Linked DNA regions of Macaca mulatta: region 1 is linked to region 2. Evidence: chromatin contacts called from public Hi-C data. All regions are on one chromosome and are shown on one strand. The core of a region is the stretch at or near the end of the contact, and the rest is flanking DNA. Distances in the headings are between cores, read along the strand shown. Region 1 holds the start of PRKCI (protein kinase C iota). Region 2 holds the start of PHC3 (polyhomeotic homolog 3).

Region 1 (2,700 bases), core at 146-2,645, 36 kb before region 2:
GGAATGTAAAAGTATGCACTACAATTTCAACCTACCACTGCTTGAGTTTTTTAAAGCAATTTACTTCTACCTGGACAAGCAGTAAGGCAAGTCAAAGTAGCTGGGTTTTTTGTGACTTCTCAGTCTCAAACCTTTATGGTCACACTAACATTTCACATTTCTAATGCTCCTAAACATAATTATCTCAAAAAAAAAAAAAAAAATTCAAACCACAACTGTATTTAAAGGAAGGGGACACTTTGCGTCACTGACAGAAAATGATTTAACACAATGAACTCAGAACTGGGTTTTTTCTTGTAACCATAGTAAGAGTGAAGATCAGAGAATTTAAAACTGCAACTAGGCTAGTCGCACTTTGCAGTATCTCACCCTATCGGGTAGTCGTTCAAACAACACCGAGAAAGAAAGGCTCACAAAATTTTGATTTACACACATGCAACTTAATCTTGACGAGACATAAGTACCCACTGCACGTCCCTGAAAACGCATCGACTTGATTCTTAAATACAACCCCTATGTCTAATATACTGGCAGTGCAGATACACTACGTGAACACAACGGGGATGAAGATATATCTAAGAGAACAAGAGGCGTTAGGCCTGCTGGTAATCAAAACGGCCAGCTAACTGAAGTAGTCCCGTTTTCTATCCCCACAGCAAACAGAGTTAACTAAAGCACCGCTTGGAATCCTCAACTCGCAACCCCAAATACACCCAGACTTAAGGATGCAAGGCCACTACAAAGCTCTCAGTAGACGAGTCTCTCGTCCACACCAGGTGCACCTACTCTATCCCTTAGGTTCCTCCTCGGACCCTACTCTGGCCCCTTGGGTCCCCGCACTGCCATACCTGGGTACCCCTCCAGTCCTGCGTCCCCTTGCTTCGCCCCCACCCCCATCACTTCGTCATTCGCCCTGAGTCACCGGAGCCGCCCGCCCGCCCAGCCCAACCCGCCTACAACACCTCCAGCCCCTCACCCTCCCCTCCTCCATGCCGAGTGGAGCCGGCCTGTCCCCTCCCGCCCACGCGCCCTGCCCCAGGACACTCACCCGCGGTAGTAGGCTTTCACCCGGACCTGGTGGGAATGGTCCCCGCTGCCGCCGCCTGCGACCGTGTGGGACATGGTGCTGCTGTCCCTCTGAGTCGGCATCTCCTCACTCCCCCGCCTCAACACTGGAGGCCGGGGGTGCGGGGGGGCGCTCCGGACCCCGTGGGGGACTCCGCCGCCCGCGCCTGTCGGAGAGCCGCGGCCGTCAGCCCACCTACCTGCCCACCTCGCCCGCAGCGCCGACCCAAGGGTCGCCTCGCCGGAGCAGCCGGAACCGCGCGGCTCCTCCCACTCCCCGTAGGCGCCGCCGCCTCTACAGCCGCCCGGGCCCAGGACACCTCCTGCGTCGGTCCCTCCCACTTCGCTCGCTCCAAAGGCCCACATTCCGGGGTAGGGCGGGCGCAACCATCTAGCCAGCTCAAGGAGCCTCAATGCCGGGCTGAACCATCCTTACGGGGGCAGAGAAAGGAGACAGAGGGAATGGGAGACGCTGCTTATGGCATCAAACAGGCCAGGAGGGGTGCTTTCACGCGAGCTGTGAAAGAGACAATGACCAGCTCTAGATCACTAAAGTCTCTTCCCTGGAGGAACAATGGTAGGGACAAATTCTACGACACCTCACCCTAGCCTCGCAACTTGGTCACGCCTGCGGTCGGCCGACTTGGCACCCGGGATAGATTTGCGTGCAGGTTTCTGGGATTTGGAGTCCTCATGGCATTCTGGGACTTGAGGTTCCTTGCGCGTAGGGTTGCGCGCCTTCCCGTTGGTGAAGTCTCTCTCTCCAGCGTGCTCCCTGGAGCTGTTGGGGTGGAAAACCTGGATCCAGCTTGGGCATCTGAAGGTCCTGGAAATGACTGGGCTTTCTCACGTTCTAGACTTTATTATCTGATTAAGTCTCCCATCTTCTAATTGCATAAATCGTCTAAATTATACATGTCTTTTTGGGGAACAAGAATTTGGTTACCTGCTCAGCGTAACCTCTTTTATGGAAATAATTTAATAACATATGTAACAAATATAATAAAGGAAGAAAGTCAACCAGAAGATAGGATGAAAACCCGATTTTTCTTATTTGGGGGCCCCCATATCTAGGCCCTTGTAGACTGCCCTTGCATGGAACAAGAGCATAATGAATACTTGCCCAATCAAGTCAGTCAATCCAAGAGCATTTCATTCTGTTAAAAACTGGCTTACCAAGGATTAGAAAGAATCGTCCTTGTAACCTAGTCTCTGACTTTCCTAGGATGTTGGCTCTGACACATAATTTACACTGCAACTACAGGTAGCATGAATCCAGCCCCTACAGCAGTCCTGGTGCTGAACGAGTTGGAATAATCAAAGAAATAGCTTTCTTTACGATGATAAAATAGGCTTGGGGGACTGAGTCATCAGTTATGTGTGACATTTTAGCGTGGTACGACATCCTCCAACTGCTACAGACTTGGATTATATACTCTTACTAAAAATTCCCCTTGAGTCAGGCAAAGGGCTACATGCCTGTAGTCCCAGCCTTTGAGAGGCTGAGGCAGGAGGATCACTTGAGCCCAGGAGTTCAAGGCCAGCCTGAGCAACATGGTGAGACCCCATCTCTTAAACAGACAAACAAAAATCCCATTGAAAACTTGGTATCAGGTTTTCACCAATTGGAGACCT
Region 2 (2,700 bases), core at 148-2,647:
GGCACATCCTGGAATACAGGATTTCTAAGATTAAGTATACTTTTCATTAGACCATATTACACTTCAGGATGGATTTGTATCAATACTTCATTTTCAGTTCTTGAAATTATTGTGACTCCATCATCTCACAAAATGCAAAAAGAGACATTGTCTATGGTTCATATGCTTTTTTTTTTTTTCTGTAAAGGGTGGTAAAGATTTATTATACACCTTGAACTTTAAAGTTTCCAAAGCACTTACTAAATCTGTTTCAGAACACTTTTTCCTTAGCCTCCTGAGTAGCCGGGACCACAGGTGCACACCATGACATCCGGCTAATATTTGTAGTTTTTGTAGAGATGGGGTTTCCCCATGTTGCCTAGGCTGGTCTCAAACTCCCGGGCTCAAGCAATCCCCCCAACTTCACTTCCCAAAGTGCTGGGATTATGAGGGTGAGCCATTGTCCCCACCTTCAGAACACTTATTATATTGTATGCAAATGTCCATAAAACCCCCTCTGCTACTTCTTGGAAGACAAGGACTCATCTTTACTATTTCATATTTATATTGAAATGTGTTATTTTACTCATCTTTACGTGTTTGTCTCACACACCTGAGTTGTTAGCATTTAGCAGACCACACCAGCAAACTGGTGGCTGTTTCTGCTTGTTACTTGTGGTATTCAAGTTTGCAGTTCCTACTAAGCGCTCAGCAAATTCATATTGAAGCCATGAATGATATGCCTAGGGTAGTCAGGATGATTCCTTAACCACTCATTCACTGGCATCTGAACACTATCATTCAGCTGGAGAGAGGCACTGCTTGTTGGGACCCCCAAACTCCAAAGCTCCCAGGCAACAAGCCCTGCAGCCAGCCCTGAATGTCCTTTCCCCCTGAGACCTCAGCCTTCAATCCTCGTGGGTATTTTCTTTGAAACCACTCTGCAGTTTGCATAGACTTTGCTATATTTTAGATATTCTTCAAAATTTTTATTATTATTATTGTTGTTGTTGGGTTTTTTTTTTGGTAGAGTCAGGGTCTCACTTTGTTGCCAAGGCTCAAACTTGAACTCCTCGCTTCAAGAGACCCTCCTCAACCTCCCAAAGTGCTGGGATTACAGGCGAGCCACCGCGCCCGTATTCTTTAAATTTTAAATTTAACAATCTAAGATAACTTTTTATATCTTTATTACAGATCCCTCCCCAAGAAGAAGATCTTGGACGAGAGAAAGCGAGAGGTTGGAGAGTAGACACTAGTATCTAAGTTGGGGAAACCTGGTCACTTTCCAGAGAGAGCAATTCCTGAGGTGGGCGGGGGCGATTGGAAGCTGAGGACCCCACGTGACCTCGGGCTCCTGGGGCTGAGCCGACCCCGCCCCTCCCCTCCCCGCCCGCCGCCTCCAGGGGGGCGCATGCGCAACCCGTGTTAGTGATGGAGGAGAGAAGATGGCGGAAGCGGAGTGAGTGACTAGATGGTGACTGATGTCGTAACTAGGGGGGCGAGTTGGGGCAGCGACACGTTCCCCCAGGGGAAAGCTCAGGGCTCTTTCGCGGGCAGTGTGGGGAAAGAGAGACTCGACACCCGTCTTATCGTGGAGGAGCCTGCTAGGCCCGTGTCGGGGGGCGAAGGCGAACTCTAGGGTTCAGTTACCCTCCAGGCAGGAGCGCCCCTTCCGCCGTCAGGTCCCGGATCTGCTCGGCCTTGCGCGCAGGGTCACCGTTGGGACTCCGGGAGCTGGGGCTTTCCGGGGAACGAGCCCGGGTGGGCTCCTCAGGCGCTGTCATTTCTGCAAGTGGGCCCGGCGGGCAGCCTTGTTACGGCTGCCTGCGCAGGGGCCCGCGGAGGCTGCGTAGGGCAGGGCGGGCACTGCCAGGCCTCCTTCGCCTTCCGCTCTTTCCCGCCTCGGCACCACCCCACTCCTCCTCAGCGGGAGAACCCGAGACGCGGGGCTGTCCACAACCCTCGTGCCGGAGGCCTGCAGGAGTTGTCCCAGCGTGGGCCTGAGAGCGGCGGGGGCTGCTTGCAAGTCTCGTGAGGCTGAAAACACCCTGAAAGAAAGATCTTTCCCTCGAGTCTCTGGCTGCAGCGTTGCTGCCTCACAAGCAGGCCACATTCTTGTGTGTCGGTGTGACGTTATGCTTAGTTAACGACTCCAGAACTTAACTGTTTCCTAGGTAGGCCTCTTGTGCGCCAGAACTGCTGGCTGTATTTTGCGGGTATTAGTATGCCTAGACGGTGGAGTTTCCAAAATTGTTCTTTTGTGCCAGGCCTCAAAATGCAGTGCGATGGTTTGGCCAGTTCCACTCACCGATGTTTAGACTTACGCCTAGAATTTGGATTCTCTGTGACCATTTTTGGTTCGTAGTTAGAACTGTTTACCATACTGTTTGGATTGGAGGGCATGGTTGAGCAGATTAACACTTTAAAAAGACCAGAACTTAAGCTCGCCTTTTGCATGTCATTGGTACACTATACGGTAGTAGTATGACAGGCAGCAGTTTGGTAAAAAGTTTACCTTATCTACCACTAATACTGTATAATGTTGAACAGTTACTATATGATGCTGTGATTTGATTGGAAGGCAGTTTGGGAAAAAAAAAACCAAACCAGAAGCATAAAGATGTATGAATTATTCACTAATCCAAAAAGTAAGTGAGGAGTCAGCTTTCTTTCTGACGGTTTTCCTTTCACTTTTCCTCTTATTTTCTTTTTCTTTATTTG

Evidence for each region. Hi-C and Micro-C count contacts between places; a contact is called where the count stands out from the background.
Region 1: a contact with region 2 is called in a Hi-C map of fetal cortex germinal zone, with 1.6 times the contacts expected there. The contact joins the promoter of PRKCI here to the promoter of PHC3 in region 2. A contact is called at or near these places in 3 of 14 Hi-C or Micro-C datasets (fetal cortex germinal zone, fibroblasts and liver).

What each region holds. Positions count from the first base shown.
Region 1 is chr2:81,938,614-81,941,313 of T2T-MMU8v2.0, reverse strand. PRKCI (protein kinase C iota) reads right to left here and starts at 1,395. Exons shown (of 19, transcript XM_015131633.3): 1 at 1,049-1,395.
Region 2 is chr2:81,902,605-81,905,304 of T2T-MMU8v2.0, reverse strand. PHC3 (polyhomeotic homolog 3) reads left to right here and starts at 1,397. Exons shown (of 16, transcript XR_013413632.1): 1 at 1,397-1,438. LOC144339047 (a long non-coding RNA gene) reads right to left here and starts at 1,763. Exons shown (of 3, transcript XR_013413651.1): 1 at 1,630-1,763.